Linked DNA regions of Drosophila melanogaster: region 2 is linked to region 1. The links are chromatin contacts, called in public Hi-C maps. All regions are on one chromosome and are shown on one strand. The core of a region is the stretch at or near the end of the contact, and the rest is flanking DNA. Distances in the headings are between cores, read along the strand shown. Region 1 holds the start of Gga (Golgi-localized, gamma-adaptin ear containing, ARF binding protein). Region 2 holds the start of CG1354.

Region 1 (5,712 bases), core at 274-2,773:
AGGTGTCCAGCATTTGGTTGAGCAGCTGCATCGTCTCCTGCACCTCGCAAAGGACTAGACGATGCTGGGCCAGCAGATCGTTGCGACGCGCCTCCTGTGCCATCCGATACTGCAGCAGTAGATTGGCCCGCTTGAAGTTCTCGGGATTATTGCTCTTGATCAGCTTGGCGAACATGGCCTCGTCAATAGTGCCCAGTACACTCTCCCTTTTGGCCACCGCCGCCTCCGTGGTGCCGTGTTCGATGTCCCCCTCCTTGCGCAACATGTCGTAGGCATCGCGTATCTTCTGACGCTGCGGGAACTCGGTGGTCCACAGCAGTAGGCACTCCATGATCCGCTGCTTCACTTCGTGCGGCGTCTCGGCGCCCTTGTACTTCTTCGATACCAGGCGTATCAGTTCGTTGAGAAAGCGGAATTTGGACGCCTCGTCCTGGAAGTCGTCGCCGCACTGCGTCATGCACTCCTCCAGCAGCTGCAAGCGGTTAACGGGTTAAATCAACATTTACTTTAATTTAGATTACTCATGTTTTAATGGAATTTTACCAATACTAGTGTTTTGATTACTAATGGATGTCACTTTCTGCTCAATCAAGTTATGAAAAAAAGTAACTATTTTACACTGTAAATATTAATGTTTGTTAAAAACATTTAAAATTAAGATATATAATCTAATTCTTTTTCCTCGACAAAAATAAAGCAACAAATATGGTGACAAACCAAAGATAAGAGATTAGGAAAGCTGACAAGTGCAAGCGAAAAACTAGAATAAAAACAATAATAATACTAAGACAAACTAGTAATAATGCAAGTTAATTTATGTTTTGAAAGTTGTCGGATACCAAAAATGCAAATACCGCTAACTGTTGCATATTGTTTTAGCTGCTTTTGCGCCCAGTTGGCCAGGCAATCGCAATTTCGATCGCAAATATTAACAATTGATAACGAAATTGTTGTTGCTAATTCAAACGCAGCCATAAAAGTGCGTGCGTATGTGTGCGCTTTTCGCCCACTGTGCAGCTGCGTGTGTATAGCCCACACATACCCCTTTACCGTTAAGTGGTTGTGGGTGGTAATGTGAAAGGGGGATGTGGGGGTTCGATGCAAAGAAATGGGGTGAAAAGTGCAAAATATAACCGTTTACCGAAATCGCTCGCGTCGCCTCCGTCACATTTGTGGATCGCACCTTGGCCACAATCATCTCCTGCGCCTTGTGCACCAATTGGGCGTTGCTTTTGACCACAATGCAGAACATTTGCACGCCCAGTTCGTCGATTTTCTGTGCCGGATTTGTTGCTCTCTCTGCGTTGCAGGCGAAATGCCGCAAAAAGTGGCTTAGTTATGCTAGTTACGGCGGGCGAATTGGCAGCTGCACTCACCCAGCATCTCCTCCATTATGCTCTCGTCGGTTGTCATTGTGCGGGCTCAATTATATTAACTGGGGGATAAATAATATTTGCGTTGATTTCGAACATCAGACATATTGTTGTTGTTCTTCCGTCGACACTATCGATAGTTTGGCGAGCTTTGCTTTGCTATCGATATATTATCGCCGGTCAGTCGCCGTGTGGCTGAGAATGTCATTTATACTGCAACGAAATACCAACAAGTGATGCCAATTTGATTTACAAGAGTGCACGACGTTGCCACTTGGTTTTTAATGGTTTAATGGTTTTTAACCGTTAAATTCAAAAAGTTTACTTAATTAGGGAAGAAGCAATTCATACGAAATGTTCGTGTATATCCATCAAAACAAACGAACAGCTTTGCAACTGACTGAAAAATGCGTAGTACATGAGTTTTTGCAACCCCATACACGTGTGTAGTGACCCTTTTTATTTCATTCATTTCTACCACCATTGCATGTACAAGACCATCTTATGTAAGTATATGCAAGCACGTGGGCTGGCTGTGTGTGCGTGGGCAGCAACCTGTGGCCATTTCACCTTAAGTTAACCTTTCGCCAGGACATCGCGCAGGCGTACGAAATTGGCTGGCTATAATTAGAAGCACTTGCATCATCATCTTGACGGGGAACTGGAATTCGGTGCCCCAAACGGTTCACGTGGTGGTGGGGTCATGGTGGTTTCATACCCATTAGCCGTGGTGTAGTACAGGCTTACTGGACAGTTCGAATGGAATTGTATCCAAAGTTGCCACATAGTTAATAAAAAATCCATTTAGGCGACGTTCTCTTTTCTCATGAGCTGCAAAGTGTGCTACAATATATTTTCAGGACAGCAGTTCACACTATATGTACTATGGTTATTTCACACTATATTTTCTAATTTAGATGCAGAAGTTTGGTTGAATATATACCATTAAATATGGATCTATAATATGTAAGCCTTAAGCTAGGCAGCATAACTTGTGTGGCGGGTATCTCAAGGTCGTGGCACCCGACTATTGCGTTCTTTTTTTGTTTTTTTTTTTATCGTATTTTCTGTGTTTGGCAACACGTGCGGCACTCACACACACACACTCGCGTAGGAGGCTCGTCGCCGGCCTGCGCATGTGTGTTGGTGTGTCGGTGTGGGCCCGCTCTTTCGCGCGCTCTCTCAATCTCAATCGGTCTGGCTAAAACTGTTATACCAAAACCAGTTTACATGCGCCGACGCGTATAACAAAAGCCTCTGTCGACGCCGCCGCTTCTGCTCAAAAAGGACAAACTCAAGGGCAAAACTCAAACGCACACTGAGGTCTAGAAGACCAGCGAGCAACAACAATTACGGCGTGTGCCTTGTAGCAATTTCGTGCGGCTGACTTTGATAAGTTCGCCTTGATTACCATACTCGGGCATATGCATATAAGTATGTATACATATGCTCATGGGTTTTACGTAGTGGACTGGACCCTATACTATACTATACTGCTAGATTACACAATCGTTCCCGGTTTTTCATTCTATCAACTTATTCCGTTGCCACTCCCACGCAATTTGTTGTTGCGAGAGGATTCCGCGCGTGTGTTTGTATGTGTGAGTGTGCCCACTGACACACTTTTTGTCCTCCCATCTCGCCCATATCCATTTCTCCAACACTCTCTTCCTAATCTCCGCCTCTCTCTATCTCTCCAACTCTGCCTCTACCTCCCTCTCTGTCTACTTAGGCGCGTGGGCGTGTTTGAGCTTGCCCTTTGAGGTTATGTCCGCTGATTGCATATTTGAGCAACTTCCATTGATTAGCCATCAACGAGCCGCTGGAATAACCAACGCAGTTAAACTGCGTATCTCTATATGTCGCCTGGCCCTTTGTTAGGTGCCATTATTGATATTGATTGCCATCGACGACGACGCGGCCAAACTTTTCCACGCACGCAAAAACAGCTGGCGTCTACCGTTATCTCTGGCAAACAAAATGCCGTTAGCGATAGTTTTGTACCGTTGCTGTAGCCAAACAAAATACTTAGCCGATTCAATCAAGCTTACCGTTGGATGGCTTACCGTTACCGTTGGCGAATAAATACCCGATACCGATGCATTTAATAGCTTATGTATGCATGCATCGTATGACTACAATTATCACATGGGTGATCAATAAAAATGGCTATAACTGGTACTTTTGGTCGAGCCTTAGGAATGTGATACCCAGAATAGCCCATTGCACCCCCGCTGAGGTGAAGTACTTGAGATCGAGATCCGAAGGCCACTGCTATTATCTCGGCACTATCGAACGCCAATCGCATTTCTTATTGCACTGGTGGGCAGTAAAATATTGCCACATCCGGAGTCTGGAACGTAGATCTTATCGGACGGGGGGGCAAACAACAATCGCATTCCTTTCGATAGGGAAAGTTCTTGGGAAACGATTGATTAATGCAATGGCGGTTTCTATTTTTTACACTTTTCGCCATTTGTACATACATATGTATGTATGTATATGTTTATTGCAAATTGATAAGTGCCCCGTCGAGGAATGGATGGATGGAGGTACTTGACAAACAGATTGCCCATAATTTCGTACATAAGACCCCCCTCCATGAACCCTTGGCTTTATCAATACCGGGCCCGATATAGTAAACAAAAAAATGACAGATTTGGATAGATATTAGAACGGATGAGATAGTACTACAGAGAATAAAATAGCAAACATGAATTAATTACTGCTTCACAATAGGGGCTCCCTACTGCACTTAGTTCCCCCATATATCCCCATGTCGCGGTGTACGCACACGTAAAATTCTTATCAGCTTTGGGGCTATGGAGGCGTATTATCGCCGAACTGGCTTTTGCACTTTTACTTTCGTCCATCGGACTCGATCGGGAATCACGTCGATTGAGGTGAATTGACTTTATCGAACAGCCAGATCTTTCAGCACGACACTGTTTCGCGAAGGGTAGATAAATATGAAGTATATCAGATTTGTTCACCTGTTGGAAAAATGTATTACGTAGCATCTGGAGTTACGACATAGTTTGATATCGAAACTCATTATCAAAGTATCACTTATGAGCTTGGAAAAAATTCTGATTTTATAATAGGAGGTATCGGGTTTATAACATTACTTGGCTAAAATGAGTCGTATAACCAAAAGAATCACCGTTTTGAGCAGCTAATTACCAGTGCTAAAAATCCCTATCACTTTTTGAAGTTTTTAGCGAAATTAATTTTTGGGTCAATTTTCGCATTTTTTGTAAGGGGTAACATCATCAAAATTTGCAAAAAATGGTCAAAAAATTGAATTTCCATTTTTGAACACAGCTTGATTGGAAATTTAATTACGAGCTTAACGAGGTATAACATTCCATATTCAGGCTATTATTTTTAAAGTTATGGCCGAAAAACTGATTATTTGAAGACCGAAATTCGGAAAAACGGATTTAGCCAAAAAGTTGATATTTAGTAACGGAATTTTCGTCATAACTTGGCTAAAAATGTTCATATAGATGTAAGAATAACTGTTTTGAGCAGCTAATTACCAGTGCTAATGACCCCTATCACTTTTTGAAGTTTTTAGGGAAATTAATTTTTAGGTCAATTTTCGCATTTTTTGTAAGGGGTAACATCATCAAAATTTGCAAAAAATCGCCAAAAAAATGAATTTCCATTTTTGAACACAGTTTGATTGGAAATTTAATTACGAGCTCAACGAGGTATGGCATTCCACATTTGGACCATTATTTCCAATGTTTTGATAAAAAAAACAGCGGTTCTCGATATCCAAAAAGACATGGCTATCCTTAGTACCTGTAGCATACTTTCGAACGAATCGAGCATACCCTTTTACTTTACGAGTAACTGGTGTTGGTACATTTAAATGAGGATTATCTTAAGGTGGTGGGCACTATTTCATCATCAACAGGTACACGTCAAGTTTTCGCATGAATCAACCGCATCTAAAACTTAATCTTATAATATATGAGTCAACTAACTCGTTCAATAAAAAGCCATTATGGTTAAGCCTTTAGTCGCACGAGAAGTACATAGTAAATTTTCGCCATTAATCAAAGGGACCGATTTCCTAGAGCGTCCCAATCAATAAAACTCAACTATAGATGTCCATTCATTGGGGTCCGAGAATAAGGCGCAGAAACTTGTTGAGCAAAGCATTACCATTTGAATTCGCTTATCAGTCAAGTGCTGGTATGAACAGAACTAACATTAATGATCTTATGCCTGGCAATCTACAATATATAAAACTTGGAAAATGATATCTTCCACTTGGGGGAGCGACGATTGCTGCGTATTTATAACTGCTTACTTTTGGAACTTGGGA
Region 2 (5,439 bases), core at 2,934-5,433, 180 kb before region 1:
TGTGGGTTAAACAATATCAAAAAACAAAAAATAGTTTATAAAATTTATTTAAAAAATAGCTAAAAAATAACTGCACTTATATGTATAATTTTTAATGAGTTGGTAGTAAAAAAAAGTCTTGAACTATGAATCAGGTCCTTTATAAGATAATATTTGAATATTTTGAGGCATTCTTCTTGCACTCAAAACCATAATCCCAAAATGTATAGAACATTTTTGAAACTTTTCCTTACTTTCATTGCAGACTTTTGAATTATGCTCCACATTTCGAGCTCGTCACACGGTGCACAAGAAAAGTTTCTTTTGGCAAAGATTAACAGAACCCAGAAGCAACCGAAAAAGGGTTTGAGATTGGGATTTAGGGGGAATGTGCGTGTTTCTGGCGGCGCATGTTTGGCAATGCGGTAAACCAAATTATGTGCTTAGCAAGTTGCCGCTGCGACCAGAGTCAGTGGAACCAGCCAACCAGCCAACCAACCAGGCAACCAGCCAGCTACCTCAACCACCCGATCCTTTGTGTACTGGATGCAGCTGCATTTGCACAGAGCAACCAGCGCACAGCACAGCCCCTGCTCCCTCCTTTTGAGTCTTTGTGGCACAGCTCCTTGCACTTGGCCGCTTTTCCTGTTGGCTCTGGTGGCAAAGAGGTTTGCACAGGTGTTTCCAACAGCAACTTTGCCAGCATGATTAAAAAGTTTTGCCACGGCTCAGCAATAGAAATCCGAGACTTCGGTTACCACAATGTCAATGCCTGACAAGGGATATGTCATTTCTTATTGTTTGTTGCTAGCTAGGAGCAAAGGGATAGCAACACAATACTAGTACTTGCCAAATCTACAACCTGATTTTATTACTTGCATGTTTAAAAATCTCAATCCCATGACAAATGATCATATAGCCACAAAGATACATAGGTAAATTCTTATAGAATATTCAAGTATCACTGCGGATTCAAATGGTGCTCCAGTTAACCCGCCTGTTACCATAACAAACAACGACTGAGATTGTGTGTCATAAGCGTGTTTACATAGCGTACAAAAAAAAAGGAAATTCAAAATGCATTTTCAGGCCTCGAACATGAGAGTGAGGGATGTGATAATGAGGAGCTAGCCTCTGGCGAAGCGAAACATCTGGGAGTACAAGATCAAGTTAATGTACAAAACGGTGGACATGGCGATGATCATGGCCAAACGGTATCATTTCTTCTTGGCATCCTTGAGGCCAGCGCCGGCGTTGAACTTAAAGAATATGATGTCGCCATCCTCGACGGTGTAGTTGCGTCCCTGTTGGCGATATTTGCCAGCGGCCTTGGCATTCGCCTCACTGCCCTCCGCCTTGAAGTCCTCGAAGTGCATCACCTCGGCCATAATGAAGCCCTTCTCGAAGTCGGTGTGAATGCGTCCGGCAGCCTGGGGAGCCTTGGTGCCCTTCTGGATGGTCCAGGCCTTCACTTCATCCGGCCCGGCGGTGAAGAAGTACTCCAGCTGCAGTCCCTTGTAGCCGGTCACAACGATCTTCTCCAGCATACTTTTGCACTTGGTCTCCGTCTCGTAGGCCTTGCGCTCCAGTTCGTCCTTTTCGGTCAGCTGGTGCTCGAAGGCGCCGGAGAAGGGAATGAGCAGTGCTCCGGGATCGTTCTTGTCGATCCATTCCTTGATCTTCGGCAGCCACTTGTTCTTCTTGCGGATGAAGTCCTTGTCCGAAAGGTTCACCAGGTAGATGACCGGTTTGGAGGTCAGGAACAGATACTTGTTCAAGGCCTCAATCTGAAAGAGCAAAGTAGTGGTGGCGTCAATAAGAACGGGAGGGAAAATCACAAGGTCACACGAAAAAAAACCACAGATTTCGCTGTTTTGTTGGCAAACAAATAAAGACGATAATAACAACAATGAATGAAACACGAATACAAATGCATTCTTAATAAACAAATTTACAATACAATATTTTATGGATATCCCCTTGTTTTTAAGTAGAAAGGAATAACAATAAGCGTTAGTGCCACCCAGCGGATGTGGATTGTTTTCGTACTTACATCATGGGCATTCCAGTCCTCGAAGCGCAGATGACGCTTCTGATCGATAAGGATATCCTTAATCTTAAGCATCGAATCGTATTCGGGCTTGAGCTTCTTGTCGCCGCCGCGGGCCACCACCTTCTCCAGTTTGTCCAAGTTCTTGAGCAGATTCTCCTCGTCCTTGAGGCGCAGCTCCTCGGAGATGATCTCCAGATCGCGCACCGGATCCACCTCGCCCTCCACGTGGGTCACATCCGGATCCTCGAAGGCGCGGCACAAGTGGAAAATGGCATCGCAGGCGCTGATGTGCGAGAGGAAGTCGTTGCCAAGTCCCTGACCCTCGGCGGCTCCCTTCACCAAGCCAGCAATGTCCACGACGTTCAAATAGGCAGGAACCACACTAGTTTTTTTTTTTTAAATACTTATTACTTTCGATTGTGCAGAACTTTTCTATTAAACTTAACAAGCAAATGGCAAGCAAATAACGAAAATAGCAAGTCCCGAAACTTGTTACGCGTTTTAAATGCGTTTCGTGATGCAGGTATATGTTTTTTTTTGTTACAAGCAATGGAAAACTAAAATGCAATGGATTTGTATGCTCCAACTCACCTGGCCGGCTTGTGGTACTCCACCAGGTAATCGAAACGCTCATCGGGCACCGGAACACGACGTGTGGGTAAGGCAAAAGCCATCGGCGGCAGCATCAGCAGGAGCAGATGAAAAGAAGAGGTAAGACGCATGTTAGTCGGGATGACTTGGCTGGACGCAGAAATGCAGAAATCCAAAAATACAAGAATATGAAAAAACAAAAACGATTGACTGACTGACTGGCTTGGTAGCCCGGCAGCATCGGCGGCCAATCATGGCAATTTTCTATAATTTTGCGCCATCCGCAAAGGGGCAGCGAAACCAAAATGAAGTCGCTCACAAATAAAAAGCGCAGGAAAATGAAACCGAAACGAACCGAAGGCGGGGGCAATTTGCATATTGGGAACTGGATCTGATAAAATTGCTAAGGCCGCGACACGCCCACAACGCGAAGGACAGTGAAGCATGGTTAGCTCAACTTTTAAAGGTGCCTTAAATGAATACAAATATGGTTTCTTAACTAATTTATAGAGTTAAGTGTGCGAAACTATCTGTTACTTCTGTAGTCCAAAAGGAATGGAAACATGAGAACACTCTGTATGAGATACATAGTAAGGATAATCTATAAGATCAAATGCTTATAGCTTGAAGTTTGCTAAAATTGAAGTTTTCGTGCTTTAACATTTGGAATTATCTACAATTGAAGACTATTTCTATGATAAAATGGTTAATAACCAGAAGGTATACTAGCCATAGCATAGTGTTTAGATCTAAGTTCCTGACACATTGAATCCCCCACTTAGCTGCGAATCTCAGAGATTTGTGTTACCTATCGAGGCTGCACTGTGGCTATTTTAGAAGGTCCAGTCGAGAGAGCAATTTGGAATTAGAAGCGGCGGCGGTTGCTCCTGGAGGCCATTGCTGCATCGCCGGCATAAAAATTATATTCCACGAGATGATTACAATGATCGAGGAAATTGCCACCGCCCGCAGGTTCGCCTGGTAATTGGCCAGATATATGTATGTAAAGATATATATATATATAAATATATATATATGTGTGTGTTGGGGAATACTTATTCTCATTCGGCTTGATGGTGCAGAAGGGGAAGTTCTCCGCGGGGGCGGCACTTTGGGTCAGAACGTTGAAAAAAGTGGACTTGCCCACGTTGGGAACGCCAACGATACCGATTCTCAGATTCGTTCCAATTCTGCCGATCAGCGGCTTGCGCTCCGGTTCGTCGTGCTTCTTGGGCGGCATCTTCGTTGATCTGCGGTGATATGGCAAGTCGTTAGTTACATATATCCGATTAATCAGGTATGTAAATACATATATGTATATGCATTTAGATGTCAACTATTTTTATATGCTGCCGGACATAACCTCACATTGCCGGCTGCTAGCTCACCTAGCTCACTAAACGCGTGGATGCTGTCCACTGAACTCAGCTCCAGCTGTGGATGGGAGTTAAGGTTAGTTATTGCCAAATGAACTTAAGCCCCTGTTATTTACAAATATTTACGAAAATTTAAGCGTCCGCTGTTTTTTGCGGCTGACGGCGTGGAAGGAAAGAGAGCGAGCGAGATGGGTATAGGCCGGTCAGCTGTTGACGCGCAGGGTTGCATGCCGACTAGCGCCCCCGGGCGGTTGAAATGGGCGTCGTAGCTTAGCACCGCAGGCGGTAGGGGGCGCCAGCGGGCAGGGCGCGTAATTTGAATTTAGCTCGAGGGCTATGTTATTATCGCACTGGAATTTCAGCATTTTTCAACAGGTTTGACGTCTTCTTACATTATAATTGTTGTGCGGGCATAAGTTTACTTGTGCTTTACTGGTTTGCTCAAAACGAATTGGTTAATAAGGTTATCCTATTTAAAACCTTTATATAATTATATTGCTTCCTAATTAACTCTATCAAATTAAGTGCCACAATATACGAAATATATTGCTGTTATAATATTGTACCCTATTTTATTGAGAACTATGCAATAACTGCCAAGGCTTGAAAGCAATGCGATCAATTTGATGGTTTAATTTTGTCTAGATATACAGGTCGTGTTCCTTCTTCCCAACGCCTTTAGTTTTGACCAGGTTTTCAGGTAAATGCGATCGAGTTAACTGTCAAGGTCGTCGGGCCGACGCACGTACACGCAATTTGGCGGTTTAGTGAAAAGCCCGCAATAATCAATAATTTCGCATAATTAGCGAACCGATCGGCGGATCGATTCCCTGCCTTTATGGCCAACTGAAACGCAATCCGCACGATGGGTAGAAAAACGAAAAGTCGTCAGGAGGAGAGACCAAGGGTGGTTGAGAATCAGGTTTGTTGATCTTTCGCGACTGTTTGGCAATCGATTTGGATCGTTGGTCGATGCGCTTTGATTGATTCCCTGGCCCGCGTTTATGGCCCTAATTAAAAGATCCGTTATGCGTGATCGGTCTACCTTTCAGTATTCGAATATCATGTGCGTGCTAGAAAACTTACTTATAATTTCACGCTGTCTTGCCTCCTCGACCAGTTTCTTTACTCAAGGCATCTCTTTGCGGTTGTCCGACCGTTTAAAAATCCATTTGCAACTGACCCTGGACAACTGTTTTTCGTTTTTTGTTTTCATTCTTTTTTTTTCCACTGGAGCATGTAATACCTTTGTAATGTTTGTCCACAAAACCGCAGGAGGTCCACGCCTGCTGACGATTGAAAGTTTTTCGATCGATTTGTGGTTGTGTATGCTCTTATAAACAACCTGCATTCTGATCCTTTACAAAAGTCGAATACTATCTTATTGGTTTTGTATGTTTATTGAAATATCAATGAAGCAACGATTTTAACAAAAATCAG

What was found. Hi-C and Micro-C count contacts between places; a contact is called where the count stands out from the background.
Region 2: a Hi-C map of the Kc167 cell line shows a contact between it and region 1, with 2.3 times the contacts expected there. The contact joins the promoter of CG1354 here to the promoter of Gga in region 1. A contact is called at or near these places in 7 of 107 Hi-C or Micro-C datasets (the Kc167 cell line, the S2 cell line and wing imaginal disc).

The regions. Positions count from the first base shown.
Region 1 is chrX:9,596,841-9,602,552 of dm6, reverse strand. Gga (Golgi-localized, gamma-adaptin ear containing, ARF binding protein) reads right to left here and starts at 1,523. Exons shown (of 5, transcript NM_132343.4): 1 at 1,377-1,523; 2 at 1,142-1,299; 3 at 1-472. The coding sequence starts at 1,413.
Region 2 is chrX:9,777,486-9,782,924 of dm6, reverse strand. CG1354 reads right to left here and starts at 4,183. Exons shown (of 6, transcript NM_167202.4): 1 at 4,116-4,183; 2 at 4,012-4,057; 3 at 3,683-3,873; 4 at 2,624-2,684; 5 at 2,033-2,414; 6 at 831-1,766. The coding sequence starts at 3,863. The coding sequence ends at 1,197.